Regions from separate parts of the Mus musculus genome. Here all the other regions are linked to region 1. Evidence: chromatin contacts called from public HiCAR-type, HiChIP or PLAC-seq, Micro-C and promoter capture Hi-C data. All regions are on one chromosome and are shown on one strand. Each heading gives the region's core, a stretch centred on a gene start, on an enhancer-like site or on the middle of the called end of the contact. The rest is flanking DNA. Distances are from core to core; before and after follow the strand shown. Region 1 holds the start of Peli2 (pellino 2). Region 2 holds the start of Fbxo34 (F-box protein 34). Region 3 holds the start of Mapk1ip1l (mitogen-activated protein kinase 1 interacting protein 1-like). Region 4 holds the start of Dlgap5 (DLG associated protein 5). Region 5 holds the start of Socs4 (suppressor of cytokine signaling 4). Region 6 has its middle 5.2 kb from the start of Gm36024. Region 7 holds the start of Lgals3 (lectin, galactose binding, soluble 3).

Region 1 (3,852 bases), core at 813-3,312:
ATTCCCTCGACTGTGGTCCTATGCATGCATTCCTGTAGGCCCTCAACAGACTGATTTCCCAGTCTGCCGGGTTGCAAGGCTAACAGTGATTGACAGAAACGATACACTTACAAGTCCTGAGCTGCCTAAGATCAAAGCCTCCACAGATATAAAAACTCAGAGAAAGCAGAACTACCTGTAAGTAACTTTCATAAAGACAAACTCGATTAAACACCATCAACATGCCCAAGGCATGCTGGGAGAGAAGAGAAAGAAGCGCCCCCACCCCCCTCGCAGGTGGAGGGCAGAGGTGTCTGGACCAGCTGACCAGCAATGGAGTGTCTCTGCCAAAGCCTGGGACAGCTTATGGGAAGCACCCAGTCTAGTGTTTGGAACTTAGAAGGAGGTTAATAAATATTTGTTTCCATCCCCCTAACAGCAGATGCAGAGCGCAGCAAGGAAGAAATGGAGCCAGAACAGTGTAATGCAAGCACAAAAGCACAGCATGCCAGGAGAGAAGGGGGTAATTGTAGCCTAGAGATCAGTAGCAGCAATAGAGCAGACTGGGGGAAGTTCGCATGCCAGAGCGAGGTACTATAATTAAGGGAGATGGGTAACTGTGACGGGATTCAAAGGGTTGTTGACAGTCGCATAGTGGATATAGTAAGTGGGACTAGGGAGTAAGGAAAACTACACTCCGTCATACAGAAATCTACCAACACCATATGAAGAGAAAGAGCTCAACTCTCTAAAAAAGGGCTGCTGGTTAAACCTTTACATTTTCATAACAGAGAAAAGTACAGAGGATTTGTACAATAAGCCGGATAGCTAGTTGTCTTTAGTCTAAGAATAGACTTTCTGTAATTAGCGGAAATAAGGTAATCGTCTAATAAAGTTTATTTTTGGCTCATCAATAGTGTGGCTTTTGTTATTCTGGAGTAATTTATCTCCAAAGCCTCAATTAAAAGAAGAAAAGCCAGTTACTAACTGAAGTAAAATTACAGAAAGCATCATGTCACTACAGTAATAGCCTGTCAGAGAGCGATACATGCACGGCGCTGAGCAGTAGAATGGAAGGTTACTCATGCAATTATTTCTTTTTTAACTCCTTACTTAGAGTCATAGCCTAAACGTGTGTGTATGTGTGTGTGTGTGTGTGTGTGTGTGTGTGTGTGTGTGCGCGCGCGCGCGCGCGCGGGCACACACACACACACACTCTCGATGTTTATACATTGGGTAGCTTTTGCAGTATTTATTTCTTTAAATATTTAACAGTCTGGAAAGGCAGTGACAGGCAATAATATGTAGCGTCTCTAGCATGTTGCAAGGGCTTAATAAATGCTAGAATAATAAATTCCTCTATGATGAAAAACAGCAGTCAGTAAAACTATCACAGCCTACAATATTTTAAAGACACAGCACCATAAGAAAGCATAAAATACAAACAGTGCCTTGATTAATCCATGGAAATAAAGGAACATTTGTCTTCATTTAAAAAAAAAAAATCCACCTAGGTAATTTCCTTTTAAATTCCCCAGGGGGTTGAAAGAAGGGACAGAGATGTGAATAAGGGATTAAAAGTAACTTTTAACTTTTCTTTTTCCCCTTTCCCTCTCCTCCCTCCATCTCTCTCTCTCTTTTCTCACCCCCCCCCCACGTTCTTTCTCCTTTCTCTTGATACATGAAATGGTGGGGAGCCCTTCAATTAGCGCCCCCCCCATGGGCAGATTCTTTCTCTTTTTAAGCCCCCCTCTCAAGGGCTTGGCTTTGAAAGCAGACACCCCCAGATCAGTGCGCTCAGCATGGTGAGCTCGGAGGTGGGGGGTGGGCAGTATGCTTGGCTTTCACGCAAGCGGGGTCCGGATCCCCGGGCTGAGGACGAAGACCCCCACGCTCCAACTTTTCGGAGGAAGAGAGGAGAAAAACAGAGCTGCCCCTTTAAGGGCTTGCCTTCCCCTTTACTCTATGTTTACATAACACGGGGCGCTCGCGGGCCGCGGGGGCTGGCGGGCGGGCGGGCGGGGGCCGCGGGAGCGCGGAGACGCGGGCGGCGGCGCGGCCGTCCCACCTGCCCAGCCCGCTCAGCCCCCCGGCGGCGCGCGCTCCTCCTCCCGCGGGGCTCTGGTCGCCGCTCGCTTTCCGTGCCGGGTCCCGCTCGTAGCGGCCAACGTACGGATAGCTCCGGGGAAGCCGGCGGGCGACGCGCACAGCCACGACGGAGCAGCCGCGGGACTGGCCGCCCAGCGCCCCGTTCGCCGCCGTGCCGTTCCCCGGCGCGCTCACCCCGTTTTCGGGATGGGAGTGTAGTGGCGGCGCGGACTCGGCGGGGATCGCGGCGGAGGCGGCAGCGGCGGCGGCCGAGCGCGGCTCCATGTTTTCCCCGGGCCAGGAGGAACCCAGCGCCCCCAACAAGGAGCCGGTGAAATACGGGGAGCTGGTGGTCCTGGGGTGAGTTGGGGACGCGGGCGGCGGGGCGTCGCGGAGGGAGAGGGATGCGCTCCTGAGGGCCCGGGTCCCCGGGGTGCTCGTTGCCGCGGCCCGGAGGGCGCTCCTGCACCACGCGGGGTCGCTCGGTGAAGCCCGGAGCCAGTGGCTACTGGGGACTTCTCTTTCCCGACGACCGCGAACGCGGAGCCCTGTCTCCGAGCCCAGAGCCCAGTCCGCGGGGGTTACGCATTGTTCCAGTCTGTGACCCGGGCCGCTGGTTGGCCTCCGCTTTTTGCGCCGGGAGTGAGCTCGGCCGAGGGCCTGGACCGGGTCCTGGTTTTCCCGGGTCCTCTCAACAACGGTTCCCGGATCTCCCGGGTTTCCATTCTCGAGTCTCCGCACCCCTTGATCTCCTTACCCCTCGGGCTCCTGCACCCCTCGGGCCCCGGCCTTGCCGATGCCCTGCCAGCGGCGGGGAGCTCGCCACCCTGCCCTCCTCGGCTCCCACTCCGCTGGTGAAAATCACATTTTGAAGATAGTAATTATCTACAATCGTTAAAACGGCAGCAATTAGAGACTTCATCTACTTCCTGAGTTTCCGTGTGACATTTTCTATTGTTTACCCTTAATAAACCAGGAGGGAGGCTTCGCAGGATTAAAGCAGGGTAAAGTGGGCAATGAAAAGGGTGTGGGTGGGGGGAGGTGGAAAGTGCAGGAAACTCTTGGAGCTGGAGCAACTTGGGTAGTGCTGCAGGGAAAGGATTGGTTTCCCTTTGGATGTGCCGCTCCAGGGAACCCGCGCTTTTGTCCTCTGTTGAAAGATCTGTATTCAGACCCACGCGGGTGTTGATGGGTGGGCTTAGAGGCACGCGAGGAAGCCCCCCTCCTCACCCCTAAGCAGAGGCTCTGGGAACTTTGAGAAACGTGTTTTGATTACTACCTTGAAGTAAGTGCCGACTTAATTTTTTTTTAAAGACTCATCTAAAGTTTCCTAGCCTTCAGTTTGTTGCAAGCCTTTCTGTGTGTGTGTGTGGGGGGGGGAAGGTAGTACTGGAAAGATCACTGCTTATTTGGAAGCTCAGCAGATGAGCGCCTTCCGCACCTGCATGGGAATTGCATGCACTTAAGAGACAGATGTCAGAGTTCGCTGGGAAGAGGAGGGGTGGGGAGGTGGGTGGGGGGAAGCCACAGTTTAGTCTGTCTTATGTAACTTCAGCTCAGCCTAATTTTGTGGAGTTTGGTTTTGTTTATGTGGCTGGCTTCAGAGTATGCTTAACACTGTGAATTTGACAAAGAAGATTAACTTACGCCAGAGCCATTTCATTATTTCCTTTTGAGGCAATCTGTTGAGACGTTTCGGAGCAGTGTGGAATAAACCCGGAGAGGTTTGTGTTCATAGCTAAAAGTTTAGGACACTCCAAAGCCAGGAAAAGAATTTACACCCTG
Region 2 (3,850 bases), core at 1,348-3,847, 650 kb before region 1:
TCCGCTTGAACATCTCCATTGGTGTTCCCAAGCACCGCCCCACCTTTCTGTGCTGCTTCTGGGAGTTCCGTGTGTTAAAGGACTGGCACTTTGAAGACTAGCACAGACACTGTTGTTCTGAGACAACAATGGCTTACACATCAGTAGCGTGTTATCAAAAGTTCTTTCTGGTTCCCTGGGCTCTAGTGCCGTATCTGTGCTGTGGTTTAAAAAGCCAGGGCTTTGTTTTTCTTTTAAGAATTTGATACTGTATCTAGGGAGATGGCTAAGTGGGTAAAACTCTTGCAGAAGTCTTATGACCTAAGTGTTCCATCCCTGGAGCCTACACACGCACACACACACACACACACACACACACACACACACACACACACACAGGTATATTCAAAGCATTGTGCTGCTCATCCCAAACGTTGGTGGCTCCGTCAGAAAGGTGCTGAGAACCATCATCTACCTCTCCTTCCTGTCTGCTTCCTGGCTGTGGATGCCAGCTGCCATGTTCATGCCTGTTCATGCCTTCTCTGCTTCAAATTGTGAGCAACATACCCCCCCTTAATGAAAATATCTCCATTTACTAACTTTATATTTTATGAGTGCTTTGCCTGCATCTATGTCTGTGCGTCATATCTGCCTGGTGCCTTTGGAGGCCAGAAGGTGTCAGAGCCCCTGAAGCTGTAGTTACAGCAGGTTGTGAGAGGTCATGTGAGTGCTGGGAACCAAACCCAGGTCCTCTGTGAGAGCAGCCAGTGCTCTTAACCACTGAGCCATCTCTCCAGCGCTACAAGATAAGTCCTTAATTTCTTAAGATGCTTTTGTTAAGTATTTTGATCATGGAAATGAGAAAGGGATACAGCCCAGGAAACCCGGTACATGCTAAGTAGCCCAGAGTGGCTTTGAACTGCCACAACCTCTTGTCTCAGCCTTCCAAATTCAGGGATTACAAATGTGTACTACCATGCTTGGCTTAGTTTTATATTTTAAAATTGCAAATTTGTGTGTGTGTGTGTGTATGGAGGGTTTTTCACATACTCCAGCCCACGCATGTGTGTGTGTGTGTGTGTGTGTGTGTGTATGTATGTGTGTGTGTGTGTGTATGTATGTGTGTATGTGTGTGTGTATTTGTGTGTGTGTGTGTATGTGTATGTGTGTGTGGTGTGTGTGTGTGTGTGTGTGTGTGTGTCTGTATGGGTGGTATTCACATACTCCGGCCCACATGTAGAGGACATCTTTTCATCCTACCAGGTGGGTCGTAGGGATTGAACTCAGGGTGTCAGGTTTAGTGTCAGTACCTTCATCTGCTGCAGCATCTCACTGGTCCTATTTCTACATTTTGATTCTTTAAGACTTCACACACACGTTTCACAAGAGGTTTTTTATTTTCTGATGTGAGGCTGTTTAAAAAATTTTGTGTGTATAGCTATTTTGCCTGCACATGTGTGCACCAGATGTGTGTCTTGGATCCCCTGGGACTGAAGTAACAGATAATTGTGAGCCACCACGAGAGTGCTGAGAATTGAACCTGGGTACTTTAGAAGAGCAGCTAGTGCTCTTAAGTGCTGAGTCTTCTTGTTGTTGTTGTTTTTTTTTTTTTTTCTTTCACTGATAAGTTTACAAGGCTCTTGTAGATTAGCAGTTTAACTTTAAAGTTTATGTACTTTCTGGTAGGTACTTCTGCCATAATTTTATGGAAAATATATTCTTTTGTAAAAATTTTTTTTATGTGTATAGTGTTTTGTCTCCGTGCATGCAGTGTTTGTGGAGGCCAGAAAAAGACGTCTGATTCCATGAGGCTGCAGTTACAGACAAGTTTCGAACCACCTTGTGGTGTGCTGGGAATTGAATTCCCCTGGAAGAGCAGCCAGTGTTCTTAACAGAGAGGACCCGCGCCCTGCTCCCGCTGATCCCAAATTTGCTTTGCCATTGAGGGTGACCATGAACCTGTGGCGCACCTGACATCACCTCCCAAACTCTGGGATTACAGATATGAAGCAACATGCCCAGTGTGTAGGACATCAGGATCAAACCCAGGGCCATGGGCTTGCTAAATAGCTCATTTTAAAAATTTGAAATAGATGAGCCGGGTGTGGTGGCACACGCCTTTAATCCCAGCGCTCGGGAGGCAGAGGCAGGCGGATTTCTGAGTTCGAGACCAGCTTGGTCTACAAAGTGAGTTCCAGGACAGCCAGGGCTATACAGAGAAACTCTGTCTCCTAAATAAATAAATAAATAAATAAATAAATAAAATAAAATAAATAAAAATAAAAATTGAAATAGAACCATACGCTAGTGGTAGAACCAAGATTAGAACCCAGACATGTTGGATATCTAACAGGGTCAAACGTATTAAGGCTTCTGGAGCACCTGGGAGTGTTAATGAACTTGTCACTCTAACTGTGCTCTAGGGTTAGGGTCCTTGTTGTGCAGTGACACTCAAACTCCCCAATCTCCCGCCACACCAGGCTTGTAGGCGCTTGTCCTGGCAGCTCCCATCTCTCCCCACAGCGCTCGCGGCCGCCCGCAGGGGGCGCTGGCGCACGCAGGCTTTGCGGCCCCGCCCCCGGGCAACCGTCGATTGGGCCGGCGCGTGATGTCACGCCGGTTTAGCCAACAAATGGGTTTCGGGGCGAGCGTTGGGCTCCGCCGCTCAGCGCTGAGCTCCTGGTCCGCCTCAGTGTCGGGGAGCGAGTCAGGCCTGCCGCCGCCGCATCGGGCTGCCGCAGCCCCGGGCCAGGCCCTGGCCCGGCAGAAGCACAGGTGGGCCGGGCGAGGGCGCGGGGCTGCGGGGCGCGGGGCAGGTGGACACCGTGGCGGCTCCCGCTGCTCCCCGCGGCAGGGCCGAACGTTGGGGGCGGGGACCGCGGCTCGCCGTGCTCGGGGTGCCGCCGCCGCAGCGTCCTCCAGAGAGCCGTCCTCGCGGCCTGGCCCCGAGGTCGTGCGCCCGGCTGCTCCCTGGGCCCGGAGTCCGGCGACCCAAGCTAGGCCGCCGCGGGTGGGCTGCGTGCGGGGCGCGGGGCTCCGGGTGTCCCCGTGCAGGTGAGCGGCGCGTCTCCTCCACCCTCCCCGGGGGGCCCTGGCGTGCGAGCCTGCGGTGGTGAGGTCACAGTGCCGAGGCTCGGCGTGCGGGTGATGTCAGGGCTCTACCGAGACAGACCGTGATGTCACTGCAGGCCCCGAGTGGCGACCTTGGCGCGCGGAAGGGCTGGGAGGACCCGCGGGGAGAAAAAGGAAGTTCGGTCCTAGCAGATTTGAACCAAAATCTTGGGATCTCGGCTTCGTACAGTTTGGATGTAATAATTGTCAGGTGCTTAAACTTCATTTCGGAGAGCATCGGTAGTAGTACAGTTTAAGGACATTCGGTTTAGATATGAGGGATCTTGGGGGTTGGGCGTGGAAGGGGTATTAGGGTGTTCACTGTGCCTTCAGGAAGCTAAACTCAGTTTGATGGTTTGATGTAGCAGTTGCTGGGAAAGGGTGCGCGGGGGCTGAACCAACTGGAGGGCTGATAATTTAGTTGGCTTTATCTTTTTTTTTTTTTTTTTTGCCAGTGATCTGCTTGTTAGCGAATGACCAAGGCAAGCAGATCTTGAATGAACTTTGTCTTGCAAAGAAGGGGAGCTTGAATCAATCCAACATTTTTCTTAAATAATAATCCCCCGATGATGTAATTTATCCTGGTGTTTCTTGCCCCCCCCTCCCCCGTTTTATCAGGGACATTTGTTTTTTTCTGTGATTATAGCTCAGCAATAAGCCTCTGCTTTGCAGCCCACCCCCACCCCAAGACTAGGCTGTAACGTAATATAACACATCTGAGGACTACCTTTGGGGTCAGGCGACTTACATTTTGTCAGTA
Region 3 (3,459 bases), core at 389-2,888, 820 kb before region 1:
AGAGAGGTTTTACTGTAGATATGAGGGAGAGAACAGCCAGTGGCAACTGGAAGAGTCAGACTGAACAGGGTCGTGGCGGGTGGGGAATAAGGGTGGGGTGGGGTGGGGTGGGGTAGGGTGGGGGGGTTGGAGATAAAGAGACCTGACAAGAGAAACCAGATTAGGAGAACACTCAGTGGAAATGAAGTCATAGAGGTTAGAGGTTAGATAGGTTTACTGTAGCGGGTGGGGTGAGAAGTGCTGGGGAGGCCACTTACTTGTCTAGGGTTTCTTTGGGACCTGACATACATCAGAAGTCTGGGAAGGAAAAAAAAAAATGAAAAAAATTTTTTTGTTTTGTTTGTTTTCGAGACAGGGTTTCTCTGTGTATCCCTGGCTGTCCTGGAACTCACTTTGTAGACCAAGCTGGCCTCAAACTCAGAAATCTGTCTGCCTCTGCCTCTCAAGTGCTGGGATTAAAGGTGTGCGCCACCACGACCGGCTGAAAATCTGTATGTAGATTTAGATTTTGCTTTCTGGTATGTCAGTTTTGAGTCTCCCAGAAACAGAGGCCAGTCTCAAAAACCCAACACCTCTCATCTTACAGCAGTGGCTTATCAACCTTCCTAATACTGTGACTCTTTAATACCATTCCTCATGTTGTGGTAACCCCCAACCAGAAAATTAGTTCATGGCTACTTCATAACTGTATTTTTGCTACTGTTATAAATAATGTAAATATCTGATATTCGACCCCTATGAAAGAGTCGACGCCCAAAGGGTTCATAAACCACAGGTTGAGGCCACTATTCTTAATTTAAAACTTAAAGGGAATCAGAGATAGCTTATTCTGGACCCATTTTTGAATGATGATGGCACCAAAACACAAATTTAGGTTACCTCAAATTCCATGTCCCAACATGGAACCAGTATCACGAGGTTTTTAGTTTTACAGAACAGAGAACGCTATAAATCAAGGCAAAGTTTAAAACACACTGGTGGATGGATACATTGGAGGGTACATCAAGATAGAGGAAGCTTTTCTATACATCTAAGACATTATCCGATGACATTCTTAGCTTTTGGATTGGCAGAGGCTAGTTGCCTGTTAATAGACCTAAAAGGTTTTTAATCTTATTGCCACAAGATATTAGTTTTGACACAGAGGTGGCTATTCTGGAGGGCTAGCACTAGCCCAAGATAAGGTAATTAGCCCCTGGACCTGCAACATTCCAATCTTTCCACAGTACTGAAATTCCAACTTATACAACTCAGTCTCTGCAGACATATGCTTTTAAAAGTTTTCATTCGCAAGACCTTTAGAAAGACTTCCCTTTTCCCTCATCTCTTTACCCTCGATTTTAACAGGACTACTGACAGCCAGCTTGGAGCCTGTCTACAAAAACCTCTAAACACAGAGAATCCAAACTCCGCTTTCAGTCCCTGGGTTGCGGTGAGCATCACCGGCCAGGGGGTTTCCTTTGGGTCTTTTGGACTCAGGAAGCAGGGAAACCTTCCCGCGCTCCACCCAGAGGGAAACAGCCCAGGCTCCCGGAGCCACGCGGCCCTGCCTGCAGTTTCGTGGGCGGCCGGCTGGAGGCGCAGTGCAAGCTGGGCGGGGCGGGCGGAAATAACGGGCGGCCAGGTCGGCCTCCCCGCTTCCTTTTCCGGTGCCAGGAGGAGCCGTGTCGCTGTCGTCTCGGTCCATCAGGCCTTCAGCGGGTCTCCATTGCCCGTCTCTCTGGACTCACCGCCGCCACTGTGCCGCGCCTAGGACTCGGATCCTGCCGGGTGAGTCCGCTTGGGCGCCTGCGGCGGGGCGCGAGGCTGGCGGGAGACGATGCGAAGACGCGGGGTCCCGGGGGGCCTGGCGGCTCTAGAGCTTTCGATGGGGAGGGTCCCCCGGGAACCAGGCGACCGAGGGATCTAATGTCGCGCCCGTCGGGTTCCGGGGCGCCCACGTCATGCCAGGCTTGGGCGGGGGCGGGCGGGGGGTGAGGGGTTAGGCGGGAGCGGGCGACCCTCCCCCACATCCGCCTGCGTGACCGGCTGGGGGCTGGTTCGCTCCGGTTGATCCCGGATTCCCTTTGTTCCCTTAACCCTAAAGGGCAGCTTGTTTGTCCCCCACACCCCCCCCCCGTCCCCTTGCCCCTCCACCGGTATCCCAGCCACTAATTTCTAATAAAAACGACAGTGGAGGAGACCCGAATCCTTACAGCAAGGTCTGGCGCCTGATAATTCTGTGTGACAAGCTTCTCGCTGATCGTAATTACCCATTCTTTAAATGACTACGGGGGACAGAAGGTGCCATGGGCTGAGTGAGTGACGTTCTCCTTTGAGCTAGCTAGAACGCTTGAACCATTTTTTTTCCTCCCTGCCATGAAAACTGAAAGTAATGTTTTCACGAATCCTAAAGTTGAAGTATCTAAACCAGACCCCACCGTAGATGTGTAACAGCCTACTACAGAAACACACACGTGTTGCCCCCTCCCCCATGTGCGAAAGGCCTGTTTGGAGGCCAAACCCTCAGAAGCTGGAGTCGCCCTCGGAAGTCTTTGTTAGTGGCGCTCCTTGGGTGGGGAGGAGGGCAGTTTTTAGTCGTGGAGTATTGGAGCCACTCTCTAGAACACTTCCCTTCAAAAACTTTTTCCTGCAGCTGCCGAGGTTGGAATGTTCTTTTTGATTACAGAAGGAATCGGTGTCATCTTCATTCTCCCTACAGAGGTTGAGCGTTGGGCTCAGGAACCTTAGGAATTCAGCAATCTTGAGATTCTGTGACTGTTAACTATAGAGGAGCCCTAGACTCGGGGACTGTTAATTAGTAATATTTGCACAGGGTGAGCCTGTAGATAAGTGCTAGCCCGGCTTGCTACAAGGTCCTAAATTCAAGTCCCAAAACTTTAGGGAAGGAAAGAAAAAAATTCAGCAGTTGTAACTATTCAGACTATAGCGGGGAGTGGGTGGAAAATGAAATGGATAAATAATGTCGGGTCAGCTTTTGCCACCAAATAAGTTTGTGCAGTACTTAGGAAATTGCTTTTTTTTTTTTAGTTGCTCTCTGCTTTGAAAATAGACAAAGGTTTGTGGCCATATTGTATCGGTTGTAAAAGCTAACATTTGTTGAGTTTTTTGCTCAGTGCCAGGCAGTGACTTAAGAGATTTATTTACAGATTAGTATAATAAGCCTCAGCAAATCTCTGGAAAATACCCATTTACTGCCATGTATGGGACTCAGAGAACTGGATTTGACCATAGGCCAGGCAGGCAGTCTACTCTGGTGGCTTTTTTGTTCTGTGTTTAAGTGAGAAGGAGAAGATGGGGCTGCAGTGTGGAGAGAGATGGCTCAGGTTGAACACATGCACTATTCTCGCAGGGGACTGGAGTTCTGTCCCAGCATTCACAGCCACGTATAACTCCAGGACATTAAGCACTTCTAGCCTTCTGGGGAACCTCCATGGAAGTGAACAACCCCGTGTATAG
Region 4 (3,472 bases), core at 471-2,970, 700 kb before region 1:
TCATGTGAGCTTTGCATAGCCTGGGCTAAAGAGTAAAACATTCTCTCAAAGAGATAAATTAGTAAACTAATAAAAATGATCAAGACTTCAATCTATCTCCTACACCACTCTGCACTTCCTTGAAATGAAAATATTAAAACTCACAATGGAAAAAATATGAGTAGATATGAAAGTAGAAAAGTCATCACAGATGAGATACCACGGCCTATTTGGGGGTTATGAGTAGGAAGTAAGTAAGGTCTGAAACCCACCTAGACCCTTCATCGCAGCATCACCCTACTGTGATGAACACACTCCTGTGACTTTAACACCTGGCTAAAGCTGGCCTGATAAATACTGTGCAACCACAGTCGGAAAACCAAAACAAGAGGGCCTGCTCATGGTCAGTCGGTCTCAGCTCCAAAGGAGGCTGGTGGGAGCTATGTGAAACCTTGTTTTAATCCTCTCCCCACCAAAAGAAAAAAAGGAAAAGAGAGAAAGTGTCAAACACAACTACTAGAGAAAGAGTTTAAGCAAAACTTGTTAACACGGTTGTCTTAGACAGGGTGTCAATTGCTGCAACAAAACACCATGACCTAAAAGCAAGTTGGGGAGGAAAGGGCTTATTCAGCTCACACTTCCACTTTGCTATTCATCATCAAAGGAAGTCAGGACTGGAACTCAAGCAAGGCTGGAACCTGGAGGCAGGAGCTGGTGCTGAGGCCACAGAGTGACCCTTCTTACTGGCTTGCTTCACTTTCTTACAGAACCAAGGATTGCAGCCCAGGGATGGCTGCCACCCACAAGATGCTGGGCCCTTCCCCATTAATCATTAACTGAGAAAATGCCTTACAGCTGGACCTCATGTCGTCATTTCCTCAACTGAGGTCCTTCTTCTCTAATGGCTTGTGTCATGGTGATGGTCAAGTGGACCTCTCAGGTCAGCTCCCCTGCCTGTGCACTCATCTTAAGATTCTCCGTCTAATACTTACAGCAGGTTAGAGAGAAATGACAGCGTCTTCAGGAAAAGCAGAATCCACTGACACTTGTGGGCTATTTTGGGAGGTTACTAGCATACAGGTCGGGTAGAGTCTCATCTCTAATACGCTGTCAATGCTTTAGGATAATCTACATTTTTCATGCCAATTTTTTCCAAAGGTTTTTTTTCTTGTTGTTTATGTGTATGTCTATTTCTGTGTTGGGGTGGATGCATACTGGTGTCCAGTAGAGGGTGTCGGACCTCTTGACGCTGGAGCTACAAGGAGTTTGTGACCTGCCCTACGTGGGATGCTGGGAAGCTAACTCTGCAAACAAGTGCTCCTTCCTAACTGTTGAGCCATCTCACCTAGGCCATTTTTAAATTTTTTCGGGACAGTCTCGTCCCAGGCCATTCTCGAGCTGGTATGCAGCCACGGAGGACCTTGAACTCTTGATCCCACTTACCTGAAGCAGTTTCTGGATCCACAACAATGTCGCAACACAGAAAACTCCACCGATCCGCAGAAGGAACTCCCGGACCGACCCTTCACGGAACTGAAATTTCCCGCTGCCAGCCGCTGATTGGAGGGACTTTTGCCAACACTTCCGGAAGCTCCCGCCCCTTCCCCTCGAACGAGGCTTGCGATAGGTTGGTTCTGTGCGACATTTAAATTGTTTGGAAGGCAAAGGGTTGGGAGCGGGAGGGCGAGGGGGAGGAGGGAGGCGGTAAACCCGCTAGGCGTGGCAGCGACACACTATAAACTCAGTGGGGCGGGCCGCACTTGTTGGCTCTTCAGGCCGGTTTTCTTCTTTCCTTTTAAACGTGTTTGTTTGTTTGTTTGTTTGTTTTGGTTTTTAAGACAAGGTCTCACTATGTCTGGGAACTCACTATGTAGACAAGGCTGGCCTCGAACTCACCGAGATGCTCCTGCCTGTCACTGAGTGCTGCTGGGATTACGGGCTGAGCATCCACGCTAAAAAAAGGCAAAGGTTTTAAGTTAAACGAGATCATTTATTCCATTTCTCCTTCTTTTCTAAGGCAAAATTAACGTCTGCCTTAGAAATCAACTGAGATTTCTAACAGACACATAAACGAAGGCACACATCCCATGAGATATCAAGAAAACAAAAACGCCTGGGCCAGGACAGCTGTGCTGACCATGTGTTTGTAGACTGATCGGTATCCAGTAGACACCGGGAAGATAAATTAGGAAAGAGTTTGTAAGTTTGGCTTTTGCTTTTTCCCTGCCAACATCTTGGGAAAGAGGACCAGCTGCCTGCAGCTCTATAGCAGCACTGAGACCTCTGGGACATACAAAGAGAAAGATGAAGATAGGTAACTGACATAATATTCATGGTTATGTTAGATCTGATGGGGGAAAGAAACACCAATTTCGCGAGTGGCTGATTAAAGCAAGCTATATCTGATTAAAGCAAACTGGCCAGCCAGCTGCGGTCTCCCAAAGTGGAGATTTCAGAGAGCAGCCCCTCACTGGCTTTTGAGGTTCTTTTTATGGGAATGGGTCAGGGTTGCTAAAAAAAAAAAAAAAAAAAAAAAAAAAAGAGCCGTTGGAGATAACTGACTCTTAGTGCCTTTAGCATCTGGGCCAGCGGGAGAGTGAGCCACTCGGGGTTCAAGGCTACCTATGGGGTAGATAAATGCAAGAACACAGCATGTGGAAGGGGAGTCATCACAGGTGTTCAGGAACTTAACAAGGCAAAGGGGTGGGCGTACATCATGGGGTCACAAGTTCAGCATAGGTTGAAAAACATGGTTTGCAGGAAACAAACCTGTTCTTGTAAGGTGTTAAAAGACACCTTAAGACGTAGTAACAGTGTGTGACAATGTGGTTCCTGTTTGGGTTTCACTGTTGTTTTAAAATAGCTGAGACTGGGGGCTGGAGAGTTGCTTGGCAGTTGAGAGCACTTTCTTGCCCTGGCAGAAAACCCAGGCACCCACGTGGTGGCTCACAACTCTCTGTAACTCCAGTTCTAAAAGATCCATCACATTCTGACCTCTGTGGGCAAAACACTCATAGGCAGAAAACAAAATAAATCTTAACCCACCACCACCACCCAGGGACCCAAAACTGAGTCTCTATTGGCCTCGGCTACTTGAGGGGAGTGAATCGGGAGGAGTGGGTGGCACCGATCCCGGGCGGCGGCCGTGCTTCACAGGTTTGTAGGTGATGGAGAACTCGCCCAGGTAGTGGCCTATCATCTCTGGTTTGAGCTCCACCTAGTTGAAGGTCTTGCCATTGTACACGCCCACCATGCTGCCCACCATTTTGGGCAGGATGATCATGTCCCCTCAGGTTTGTCTTCACCACCTCGGGCTTCTCCATAGGTGGCGCCTCCTTCTTGGCCTTTCTCAAGGGCTTGAGCAGTTAGTTCTGCTTCCGCCGCAGGCCAAGGTTCAGGCGCCGCCTCTGGCGGGTGCTGTACAACTGCATCAGCTGCTCATAGGTCATATCGAGGTCCACGCCACCGCCACCGTAGGTGAACTTGCAGAAGG
Region 5 (3,694 bases), core at 445-2,944, 840 kb before region 1:
CCATGTGAATAGGTTATTGCTTGTTTTTCAAACTTCTCATCGCCTAAGTGCTTTTGTTCATTCTGTTTATGTCCTATCTGGACACATAAAAGTGCAAATTAAATAAAAACAGTAGAGGGCTAATGGCAAAAAAAAAAAAAAGATAAAAAAAGGAAGGAAAGAAAAGGAAGGGAAGGAGAGAGGGAAGGAAGGAATATGAATAAAATAAATGTTTAGAAGAAAAAAAAGATTAACTCCCAAATTGGAAAACCCAAAGGGGGTCATAGGAAAGTGTTCATCAGTGTAGTAGCCCTGCCTGTAATCTCCGTGCTTGCCAGGCAGAGGCAGCCTCAGCTACACGTTAAGTTGGAGACCAGCCTGTGCTTTAGGAGGCCCTCACTAGGACACCAGCTTCTAGGCAAGAATGGTCCACTTGAGTGGGCATGCGTGACATGGCTGCTATAGGGGTAACCAAGTGCTTTTTGGATTTAAGGTCTATTCCACAAAGGGGAACCCATTCTTGGTAGGTAAACCCTTTCAAAAGCCCATAGCAAGGGGAGGTCTCAGGCCCTAGGGGGTACACTACTGCATAGCTAAATTGCATAACCTCAAACTGCTGTCTAAATATTTATGTACATTTCAAATGCTACCCTCAGCCTTTATTAGGGAAGCCTCAGCCGGCCTGGAGCACGCCTTTAATCCCAGCACTTGGGAGGCAGAGGCAGGCGAATTTCTGAGTTCGAGGCCAGCCTGGTCTACAGAGTGAGTTCCAGGACAGCCAGAGCTATACAGAGAAACTCTGTCTCGAAAAACCAAAAAAAAAAAAAAGAAAGAAAGAAAGAATTAGAGAAGCCTCTATTTCCAGTAAATGGTGGTGATTGTAGAGCCTCATGACCGCACAAGGTGCTGACAAGAAGCGACTTCTCAGTATTGAGCCCTAAACTAGACATTTACATTATGTCCTCTAGTACACAGGGGACACTGTGAAAGAGGAAGCTGCAAAATTCCATCTCCTGGGCACGACAGTCATTGCAATTTACAGCAACTGCTGATGCTTAACTGTCTCATAAAATAAACATGACACCGAATGAGGACGTGAGTGGCGGGAAGGCACTCCTCTGGGTAAAGGATTTTAATTTTCGTGAGGTCCTAGAAGTGCCACGACAGTTCAAAGCAAACAAGCCTCAGGGCAGAGGCGCTCCTTGTTTATTCCTTCCTCTGTCCCTCCGCATCGGTCATCTTCGACCGGCTGTCCATACCGAGAATGACGGCTAACATTCACGCTGGACCCGTCCTTTGTTTCCAAAGACGCTTACCTTCCAGAATCATCAAAGCAGACTTCGGTGTGCCCTTCCGTATGTCCGTACCTCATGGGCTTCTGTGTGGCCGGCATCTTTCCCTACCTGAGCCGTTTTGTAAGAACTGGTATTTTTTTCAGTAGGGCGATCGTCCTCTCCGCGCCGTGCAGTCCTGTTTCCCTCACCCGAGGAGCCACAGCACGATGCAGCGGAAGGTATGTCACACACGCCCGGGAGATGACAAGCTTTCCCCTCTGCAAGCACGGGCAGCGGGGGCGAGGAGCAAGCGGTGTGCACCAGCGTCTGCTCTGATGGAAGCACGGAGCCGCTTCCCGCGCTCTGGCGCGCTCGCCCTGTGCGCATGCGCGGCCCGCCGCCGCCCAGCCCAGGTCCGGCCCGAGGTCGCCGGGTGGTGGCGTCAGAAGCGCGCCGCCTCGAAGCCGAGAGCTGGTGGCTGGGGCCGCTCTGAAAGAAAAGGTGGGAGCCGAACCCGGAAGTGGCGGCGGTCCCTGGAGAGCAGGCGGAGGCAGCGGCAAGTCTGACTCTGGGCTGACCGTGGAGCCGGGGCGGGGGCTGACAGCCAGGCCTCCGCCTGGCGGGAGCCGCACGAGGAGCGGGAGTGGCCGGGCCTCTCTTCCGCGCTTGAGCGAGCGCCGGGTGATGGCGGTGGTGATGGCGGCAGGCGCTCGGACAGCTCCGCTTGAGCTGAGCTCGGAGAGGTGAGAGGGGGAAGGGTGGCGGCGAGGGCTGGGGTTTGACGCCTGCCCTTTCAGGATCTCCTCCCGAGCCACCGTAGTCGCCTCCTTGAACCGATCGAGCTCCTCGGGACCGGGTTAGGGACAGACCTTGGCAAGCCTTTATTCTTCACGCCCTTCGTGCCCTCAACTTTGTCATTTCTGTGGTAATAAAGGATGGACTGATTCTTGTTTCTTGCGACTCTAGCTAAATAATGCTAAAGAGAGTTAACTTGGGTTTTCTATTTAGTTCCGACCAAAGTTTACCAAACTGCTTTTAGATCTAAAAGGAGAGGTCTAATTTGTATTGTTACAGGTTTCTGTTCATCGTGGCAGTCGATAACACATCCTCTACTAAGTCAGGTCTTGGCCCGTTAAGTTTATGCTTTTCTTGTTTCTTCACGTTCTCCATATTAATAAATTGGTCTGTTGAAAATTATGATTTTCGGTGATAATTGGGGCTTTGACGGCGTTTTTGTGGTACCCACTGTACAGTTTCAGTCAGACTTATTTTTATTACCGGAAAACTCTACAGAGGTAGATCTAGATAACTTATTAAAAAAATTGCAAGCTTAGTTATTACTCAAACCGTGGTATTCTTGCTATGGTGGCATTTTGTAAGGCATTTCTAAGAACCTGGGTTCCAAAAAGACACTCAGATTTGTATATGAATAAAAAGGAAGAGTAGTTGGCTCAAGTAGAATCTGAGATTCTTTTTTAAAAAACAAAACAAAACCCTATTGTTAATTTCCCACAAGAATAAAGGCACCTGAGACAATGACTTTTGAGTAACTTACTTTTATTTTGAAATTATTGTTTTTAGACAGGCCAATTTATAATTCTTTTGCCCAGTACCTGGACAATAAAAATGAGTAGGTACAGTGTGAGGTTCAAGTTGAGCTGATGATACTCATCTATATATTGAATATATTGTAATGGGATTTCAGAGTAATGCTTTTCAGAGCTCACCATTCAGAAACTTGCAAGTGGGAACAAGAGTTATTGATGTAAATACTTTAGACAGTGCCTGTGATACCATTTGATTTTAGAACTATGAATGATGTCAGCACACCTGCCCGCTCTCTCTGCCCTAACAACCAAGTCAGTATTGACAGGTTAAGATAATATTTCCTTTGCTGATTTCCCAGGTATGAATAAGCTTAAGCCTGATGATTAAACAGTTTCGTTTTTAATTTTAACTCTAACCTGTTGTATGACCTTGAGTGTGAGTGTGTGTCTTTATTTTCCTGATTGTCAGATTTCTCACCTCTAAAGTAGAGGTGATACTTAGTTCCACCAAATTATTGAAGTACATAGAAGATACTCGTGGAAGTCTAAAACTATTAAGGCCTCATGTTACTAGTTAGGCACTAAGGTATATAGTAGTTTTGCTTAAAGTGGGGTTAGCCTATAAAACCTTCAAATGCTAAATGCATCCAAAACTGTGACTGCTGCCTTCATCAAGTTTATGAGCATGTTCTGGGCAATAGATTTTAAGTAGTATGTACAGGCTAATAAAGTAATGGAATTTGTATAACTAAAGTACTGCATTTGCAAAATTGTCAGTTTATATATAATAACGTAACATTTGAAAAAATCAGTGTGCTTGTAATTCTCATATGGGTACCAAAATTTCCCAAATGAATTATTTATTACCAGTGCATATCTCATTGGTGTGGGTAT
Region 6 (3,926 bases), core at 1,418-3,917, 870 kb after region 1:
TTCCTCAGGAGTCAGAAAGGTTTGAGTACTCTGTGCTAGATGTGTGCAGGGTTCTGAGTACTTCCTGCCATTATCTCATTAAGAAAACCCATTCATTTATTTATTAATCTGGTTAGCAACTCACATAGTCAGTAGATCACTTCATAAAGTCGTGCTAGGCTGTGAGAGCCCACAGGAAAGCGGAAGGGCAGGCAGTAAGCAAATAATGAGTCTGGAGGTGGTGATAACTGAAGGGGTGAGTGGTATGCGACTGTGTGTGTGAGTGTGCATGTGTGTGAGTATATGTGCATGTGAGTATATGTGTGAGTGTGAGAGTGTGTGTGAGTGTGTAAGGATGTGTATGTGTATGTATGTGTGTGAGTGTATGTATATGAGTGTGTGTATATATGTGTGAGTGTGTATGTGTGTGTAAGTGTGTATGTGTGTGAGAATGTGTGTGCTATGTATGTGTGTGTTATATGTGTGAGCGTGTTGTGTGTGTTGTGTGTATGTATGTGTATATGTGTATGTATATGTGTATATGGGTGTGAGTGTATATGTGTTATGTGTATGTGAGTGTGCTGTGTGTGTGAGAGAGTGAGAGTATGTTGTATGCAGAGGGAGAGGTTGTGAATTTGGAGGAGTCAATGGCTACAGTTAGCAGGCAAAGATGACACTAAGACACCTTCAAGGAAGATGCAGTAAGAGTGTAAGGCAGGGGAGAAAGAATCCTTTGGGCAAAGGAAAAGCCACCTGTCTGGTCTGGTTCCTGGGATGAAGGCCATCATTGTCTGTTCCCTGGCAGTCTAAGGAGTCTGGATTTAATCCTTGGGCTCAGATTTAGCTCCACCTATCACAGGTCTCAGAAATCCTCATTAAGATTTGATGACTTTTCTACGCAGTTCTCATGAATCAATCGGCCACAGCTCAGGCAAGTGGCAGTTTATAAGAGTACTCAGGGGGCTGGCGAGATGGCTCAGTGGGTAAGAGCACCCGACTGTTCTTCCGAAGGTCCAGAGTTCAAATCCCAGCAACCACATGGTGGCTCACAACCATCTGTAACAAGATCTAACGCCCTCTTCTGGAGTGTCTGAAGACAGCTACAGTGTACTTACATATAATAAATAAATAAATCTTTAAAAAAAAAAAAAAATAAGAGTACTCAGCCGCTCATGACAAGAGCCTGAAAGTCTAAAGGCTGGAAGGATATGGACTGATAGCTGGTTTCCAGCAGATAGTCTGACATGATTTCCCTGTCAATTTTTTATTAGCCTTTAAATACCAAATACACAATTCCCTAAACACCCACACACACACCCCGCGCGTGTGCGCACGCCAAAGAGCCTTTGGAAATGTTAACAGACAGCAGTACTGTAAACATTCACTTATCACATTAGAGTATATTCTAAACACAAAAAGGACCCATTACTCTTTTTTTTTTTTAATCACAGAAAGTTTTGCTCACACAAAGCAAACCCATAGCCCTTTGTCTCACCCAGGTCCCCACTCCAAAGCTTCAATGTCTCCTGGGAAGTGTTTTAGCCCTGAAGTCCAGAACCTTACAACGAAACAAGTCAAATATAACAAAGACTGTCTTTGCTCTGAACCAGGGATCACAGCATTCTCTCTGTTTCAATAGTTTCCAAACGCTTCGCAGTGAATGTGTTCTACTTTAAGAATTTCCCAATTAAAGACCTCAGAATGCAGACAAAACTCTGTCACTCCGGCTTTTCCTTTCCTCCTCTCATTTCTAAGGCCAGTTTGTTTTATTCAGGATTGAAGAAAGGACAGCAAGGACAGTTCGAGGGACAAGAAGCACGTTCCATCCCTACCGTAGAGTGCACCCCTCACTCTGATCCCTCTGTTTATATCTTAGTTTTGGACTTCTTGATTCCGAGATGATGGTTTCATCATGTGGGCCTTTTATGAAGAGTATTGCCCCAGTTGATGAAAACAATAGGCGCACAATGGCTGCACAGTGATCTAGTCTCCAGAAAAAGCGTCCATGGAGATCTACAGGGGGAACAAAGGCTAGGGGACCGTTCAGTAACATGTCTCAAATGTGCTTCCAACAAATTACACAGAGGCATCGGCGACAATATTTCAGCCACCTGTAAACAGAATGAATGGTTAAGGCTCCATTTGATAATTGTATTAGAAAATCTTACAAACTGCTTCTTTTCTGGTTTAGGGAAAAAAAATTAAATCACAGGGGGGAAAAAAACGTCACTTCCTGGTCACACTCGTACACAGCAAGAAACATTTTAATTGTAAATGTGCCTTTCAAGACCTTTAAATTTCAAAAAGATGAGGAGGCCGGATCCTGTGTGCTTACTAATCTGTAAATAGAGCACAGGCCAAGAATCAATTCTGAAATGCGGCATCAATTGCACAGGCTTCCACTTAGTTTTAGTGGAATAAAAGCCCTACTAGATACACAAATAACATCAAACTTACTGGATTAAAGAGCGGCCCCTCATACTCTAAATCATGATTGTCAATCATCACCCTGGATTAAGGGATATATTTTAAAAACCTAAAAGCAAGCGCTTCCTTTTAACTTCTGCCTACTGCGCATTTTGGATTACCGCCCAGAAATAGTATTACTTGAAACAAGACTGCCTCCCTCCTACCATCCATGAGAAGTGCATTGTTCCGCAGCTGCGGCGGCCCATCAGCCAGGCACGCGGCTTAGCATGCGAGCAGAGCCCTTAGGATGCTGTCTGTGTTTAGAACGCGGCTTCCCATTTACTAAACAGAGCTGATTTCCAGTTTCGTCAGTGTTTGCCTCAGCATTGCTATCCCCCTACCAGAAAGAAGCAAATTAATCAGAGAACTACGACGGCCACAACTTACTCACATTGTAAAGTGGGGGCATCCTTTAACACCCCCCCACCCCCCACCCACCCCCCGCGGTGGCCAATGAAGCTAGTCTAGCTTTATTTAAATGAAGAATTGTCTCGTTTCAGATTTGTTCGTTAGCGTTATCCACTTGGGCCTCTGTCTTTCAGTACTGGAAACAGTCTTAGAAAAGTCACAGGCTATAAATAACTCTTAGACCATGTAACTATCCAAGGACCTTAGAAAGTTTATATATATATTCAAACCACAGGCTCTTAAAAAAAATTAAAACAGGTCCAGTAACTTGTAGGTTGCTTGGATTTCCAGGTGAGAGAAGTTAGTTTTTGCAAATCAAATCTCTTAATGATCTACCAGACTGGTAACAAGTTTCTTCAGTTAGAGGTGGGGGAAGATGCCAAGGCTGGGGTGTTTGAGGATTTGCTAGTCTGTGCCATTTGGTGTTATTTTTAGCAAGTAAATGTATTAACATTTGTAAACATTGGGGGGCATACTTAGTAATGCAGCTACTTACAATTGTGGGGGAGGGGGTGGAGAGAAAATATCTACTGGTTCTTTAAATAGAAAAAAAATGCATTCCAGAACTAATCTCATGAAGAAATAACCTTTTAATAAGATTACTGCAAAAAGTGTTAATCTATGAAAAGTTCAGCACTCTTTTAATTGCAAACAAAACACTGAGTTTCAACCCAACAGGTTGCTTCATTGAATTCATTCATCCACGCCTGGCAAAGACATTCCAAATTTGAACTTAATTAATATTCCTTCTCTCGGTTTCCATAGTTTCTTTTTAAACACGAGTAGCAGCAAAAACTGGCAGTAACTTTACCCATATTCTCAATAATAACCCCCTCTGGCTATCAATATGGATGAAAAGGGAAAATTTTTCCATATACGGAGAGCCTCCATTTTCATGTCTTTTGTTTAAAAGCTATGCTGGTGAGATATTTTCCTCTTTCTGACTTAACTCTTTCCTGGATTGCGGTTGTCTCAGGGCTTAGGTGGAGAAGGAATGTTCCAGTGTACATTGCCAGTCCTGGATCCAAACAATAGCCTCCCACTCCCTTCCCACAAACCAAATAAAGGGC
Region 7 (3,737 bases), core at 800-3,299, 750 kb before region 1:
CATGACTCACGGTCTTAAGACTTTAAGTGTTTTCCTAAGAGACTAAAGGCATTCCTCTCTGCCCATCCTATTTCATGCCCACATGCTAATCATCTACAGATGACTCATTCAAACAAGCTTGTTGCCAGGCTACCTGTGTAGAGGAGAGTTCATGGCCTGCGAATTCTTCTCCAGCCACACAGTGACTTCCGTGTGTGTAAGCTTGGAGGGGCAGCAATGAGTGCATCACCAGCCACAGGCTCTGCCGAGCTTGTAAGTCTATCCTAGAGACTAGAGCAGGCCTCCTGAGTGCCCCTGGAATGAGAGTTTGCGTGCACATTTCCCTCTGGTTGTGCAAAACTGGCCGGGACTCTTTATTAACACACTAATAATTGATTACTTTAGAGACTACAGGAAATCTGGAGAGCCAGGTGACAAGTGACAGCTGGAGTGCTCCGTGGCTTACATAAGCCAATGGTCACAGTGATTGTTTGGGGTTTTTCATTTTTGTTTTTGAAACAAGGCCTGACTGTACATCCCTGGTGGCCTCAAATCGCCATACAGACCAGGCTGGCCTTAAACTTGAAGGGATCTGCCTGTTTTTGCATCCCAAGAGCATGCAGATCCCAAGAGATTAAAGACATGAGCCACCACACCTACTACCTACAGTGATTTTTTAAAAAAATACATATATTTATTTCTAAAATTTTATTTACATGTTTTAATATTTTACACTTGATCTTAGCCAAAAGGCCGAGAAGCGATGTTTTAATATTTTAAAATGCATTTATATTTGCACATATGCATGTGAGCATGTGTATGTGGCTTAAATGACAACATTCAAGAGTTGGTTCTCTTCTTTCCTCTTGAGTTACAGGGATCAAAGTTAGGCGTCGGGCTTTGTAGCAAGCACCCTTACGGGATTATGCTTGACTCTCTATACCCATATTTTCTCATGTCTAAAATGGGATTTGTAAGCAAGGGCACAGCGACATCACTGAATGAGTAGAAAGATAAGTTTATTGGGGCTCAAACCACCAAGGCAATAAACATTCCCCTGCCCCGGGTGTGGGGAGAAGTCAGCAGAATGGGGGGCTTTGAGCTGTTACAGGCTGTTGGGATTGACCGGGAAGCAGGTGCCCTTGCCTGAGGTAGTTGACATTGGGGGCAGACTAAGGGAGATCCCTGGTCAACAGAAACCACCTATAAGCTTCTGTTTGTGCAGCCAGAGTCCCTCTGTTTAGGACCAGCACTGGCATTCTGGGGGGCTGCTTTGGACCTAATAGGATTAAAATAATGCCAACTCCATAAATGTATGTAAAGCCCTAGGCATAGAGTGGGGTGCATAAGTGTTTGGTAGATATTAGCTGATGTATCTGAAGCTGGGGAAAAATTATCTTGAATATCCTTAACCACATCACTCAAGTTTTTAATCTATATAAATGGTTCCAAACTGGTTATCAGCCTCTTGCAAAAGCGGCTGTTCCTTGTAACTATTTTCATATAGACAGAGCTACACCCTGTCCTCTTGATTTAACTGCCCCTTGCCCGTGCTGTAACTCTCCTCCAATCTTTGAGAAAACATCTTCCTAGGAATCAATTCACACATTCATACTACTTCATTCATTAATTCATTCGTCCACATTCATTCATTCACTCATCAATCAATCAACCAACAAATACCTACCGAGAACCTACTATGTACCACATTGGGTTTACCCAGCCCAGCAAAATCCAGAGCAGGAGTGAATGCAAACAGGGGCACCTCTTACATCTCAGATTTGTCAGGGACACCTGCTCCTCCCTTCCCTCACACTCAAAGTCACTGCCATTTCTGCGGAAGGCTTCAGGTGAAGGAATTAGGGGCAGGATGAGACCCTGACAGGCAGCTTCAGACAAGGGAATTGGGTGAGTCTGAGAGTCTGGGTGCGGTCGGCTAGGGCCCACTGCGGGGCACAGGTGAGGGGCACAGGCTGGCGGGCGTGTCCCAGTCCACTGTGGGGAAGCTCCGTGGTCCGTGGGGCGCGGTCCAGCCAGGCGCCTGCAGGGCGAGGGATGCTGCCCCGCCCTGGGAGGGCGGGCCCGGGGAAAAGAGTACTAGAAGCGGCCGAGCCACCGCCCAGCTCTGACAGCTAGCGGAGCGGCGGGTGGAGCACTAATCAGGTGAGCGGCACAGAGAGCACTACCCAGGTGAGCGGCGCGGGGCGCGGGGACCGGTGCTGCTCAGTGCACCAAGAAAGGGCTGGGCTCCCGGGAGATGGACGGAGGTGACCTTCAGGGTCCCAGGCGCTGGTCTACCGCCTTGGCTCTCCTGCGGGTAACTCTCGGAGAAAGTTATTCACGACCTACATACTAAGTCTCTTTGGGATGGCGGGATGCCAGCGGGCCCTGGGCACTCCTTCGAAGCCCTGCGTTAGAGTGAGCCACAACCTACGGAGATCCACCTTGTAGCTGGCCCCTAGCTTGGCCATAGGGATCAGGTGCCTCTTCTGGCACGTTGGGGGTGGGGGTGGGAGTTTGGAGACTCAAAAGACATCGCCCAGGATTCCTGACTCCTGGAGGAATTCCAGCAGGCTCCTTTGGTGCACGTGGAAGCCTTCCACTAGAGATCTTGCTGTGTGGTGCCAGTGAGTTCCACCAGGTTCAGCGGAGGTAGGGGCTATAGCCACCCGCTGCGTGCTTGACCGCACAGGACAGTGCTGCCCAAGCCCTAGTGCGCATGTGTCGGGATGAAGAACTACTGTAACCTCTAACATTTTTTTGTAAGCCAAGTGACTCATTCGTGACCAGTGTGGTTATTTGTGCAATAACCTCTAGATCTGGGTGGAGGAAGTCTTGGGTGTGGCCGTGTTGGTCTCAGAGTGCAGACCCTTAGCGAGAGGCTTTCAAAGGTTGCATTTATGCTGAATTATGTTACTCAAGCACTATTGCAGGGAATCGAGGATGGGACGGGAATGGGTGGGGAGGGGGAGTTGAGACTGAGGCTTAGGATTCCGGCTAACCCTAGCAGGGAAGCAAGTGATTCCTATTTGAAGAAATTGGAATATTTATAAAGCGACCCCCGGGGAGTAGGGTTTCTGGATAATGAGAACATTTGGACTTAGTGACCCGGCTAATTCTGAGGAAAAGAACAGAAACCAGTGTGTAAAAACTATCACTTTCTGAAATTCCAAGATGTTTGCTTCAAGTTTATAGTTCCGTATTTTTATTTATTTACCTTTGGGGGCAGGGGAAGTATCTTAGTTAGGGTTTTATTGCTGTGAACAGACACCATGACCAAGGCAGCTCTTATAAAGGTCAACATTTAATTGTGGTGGGGGTGGCTCACAGGTTCAGAGCTTCAGTCAATAATCCTCAAGGCAAGAGCATAGCAGCGTCCAGGCAGGCATGGTGCAGGAGGAGCTGAGAGTTCTACATCTTCATCTGAAGGCTGCTAGTGGAAGACTGGCTTCCAGGCAGCTAGGATGAGGGTCTTAAAGCCCACACCCACAGTGACACACCTACTCCAACAGGGCCACACCTTCAGTTAGTGCCACTCCCTGGCCGAGCATATACAAACCATCCCAGGGAGACAGGCTGCCACTGCAGCCTAGGCAGGACTGGAACTTACTATGTAGCCCAGGCTGGCTTTCAATATTCAATCCTGTCTCAGTCTCCCAAGTGCAGGGGCTAACAGTGTAAACTACCACCCCCAACTGTTTCCATAAAACTTGAAGTTTAATAACAAAAGCCTTGCTTGTCTGCAACAACAGTCTTTG

The links. Promoter capture Hi-C pulls out the DNA fragments that hold promoters and counts their contacts. Hi-C and Micro-C count contacts between places; a contact is called where the count stands out from the background. HiCAR-type assays count read pairs that join an accessible place to other places. HiChIP or PLAC-seq counts read pairs in DNA pulled down with a chosen protein or histone mark.
Region 2: a contact with region 1 is called in an H3K27ac HiChIP or PLAC-seq map of double positive thymocytes, with 5 read pairs. The contact joins the promoter of Fbxo34 here to the promoter of Peli2 in region 1. A contact is called at or near these places in 2 of 39 promoter capture datasets (hippocampal neurons and liver) and 1 of 115 datasets of contacts at active chromatin or transcription factors (double positive thymocytes).
Region 3: a Micro-C map of embryonic stem cells shows a contact between it and region 1, with 6 times the contacts expected there. The contact joins the promoter of Mapk1ip1l here to the promoter of Peli2 in region 1. A contact is called at or near these places in 1 of 39 promoter capture datasets (liver) and 1 of 484 Hi-C or Micro-C datasets (embryonic stem cells).
Region 4: a promoter capture Hi-C map of pre-B cells shows a contact between it and region 1, with 2.3 times the contacts expected there. The contact joins the promoter of Dlgap5 here to the promoter of Peli2 in region 1. A contact is called at or near these places in 1 of 39 promoter capture datasets (pre-B cells) and 1 of 115 datasets of contacts at active chromatin or transcription factors (microglia).
Region 5: a contact with region 1 is called in an H3K27ac HiChIP or PLAC-seq map of microglia, with 7 times the contacts expected there. The contact joins the promoter of Socs4 here to the promoter of Peli2 in region 1. A contact is called at or near these places in 2 of 39 promoter capture datasets (liver and stem cell-derived epiblast-like cells) and 1 of 115 datasets of contacts at active chromatin or transcription factors (microglia).
Region 6: a HiCAR-type map of astrocytes shows a contact between it and region 1, with 2.7 times the contacts expected there. The contact joins the enhancer-like site here to the promoter of Peli2 in region 1. A contact is called at or near these places in 9 of 39 promoter capture datasets (cranial neural crest, embryonic stem cells, hippocampal neurons and 4 more), 1 of 484 Hi-C or Micro-C datasets (cerebral cortex), 1 of 115 datasets of contacts at active chromatin or transcription factors (astrocytes) and 1 of 9 other capture datasets (embryonic stem cells).
Region 7: a contact with region 1 is called in a FOXA1 HiChIP or PLAC-seq map of pancreatic cancer cells. The contact joins the promoter of Lgals3 here to the promoter of Peli2 in region 1. A contact is called at or near these places in 4 of 39 promoter capture datasets (embryonic stem cells, hippocampal neurons, neutrophils and 1 more) and 2 of 115 datasets of contacts at active chromatin or transcription factors (bone marrow-derived dendritic cells and pancreatic cancer cells).

Annotation. Positions count from the first base shown.
Region 1 is chr14:48,118,807-48,122,658 of GRCm38.p6, forward strand. It overlaps Peli2 (pellino 2), which reads left to right and starts at 2,063. Exons shown (of 6, transcript NM_033602.2): 1 at 2,063-2,427. The coding sequence starts at 2,351.
Region 2 is chr14:47,469,964-47,473,813 of GRCm38.p6, forward strand. It overlaps Fbxo34 (F-box protein 34), which reads left to right and starts at 2,598. Exons shown (of 3, transcript NM_001146086.1): 1 at 2,598-2,754.
Region 3 is chr14:47,296,636-47,300,094 of GRCm38.p6, forward strand. It overlaps Mapk1ip1l (mitogen-activated protein kinase 1 interacting protein 1-like), which reads left to right and starts at 1,639. Exons shown (of 4, transcript NM_178684.6): 1 at 1,639-1,770. It overlaps Gm35078, which reads left to right. Exons shown (of 2, transcript XM_006519856.4): 2 at 1,348-1,770. The coding sequence ends at 1,753.
Region 4 is chr14:47,416,687-47,420,158 of GRCm38.p6, forward strand. It overlaps Dlgap5 (DLG associated protein 5), which reads right to left and starts at 1,721. Exons shown (of 19, transcript NM_144553.2): 1 at 1,423-1,721. It also overlaps the pseudogene Gm8353.
Region 5 is chr14:47,275,226-47,278,919 of GRCm38.p6, forward strand. Socs4 (suppressor of cytokine signaling 4) reads left to right here and starts at 1,695. Exons shown (of 2, transcript NM_080843.3): 1 at 1,695-1,996. Wdhd1 (WD repeat and HMG-box DNA binding protein 1) reads right to left here and starts at 1,632. Exons shown (of 25, transcript NM_001360532.1): 1 at 1,296-1,632. The coding sequence starts at 1,372.
Region 6 is chr14:48,988,329-48,992,254 of GRCm38.p6, forward strand. No RefSeq gene overlaps it. Among named protein-coding and RNA genes, the nearest start is that of Gm36024, 5.2 kb to the left of the region's middle. Within about 2 kb of position 2,668, at least 96 of the 459 cell types and tissues checked have an H3K27ac peak or open chromatin away from gene starts, as enhancers often do. A contact at or near this core is called in astrocytes, cerebral cortex and hippocampal neurons, where this site is marked.
Region 7 is chr14:47,371,811-47,375,547 of GRCm38.p6, forward strand. Lgals3 (lectin, galactose binding, soluble 3) reads left to right here and starts at 2,050. Exons shown (of 6, transcript NM_010705.3): 1 at 2,050-2,142. It also overlaps the pseudogene Gm52166.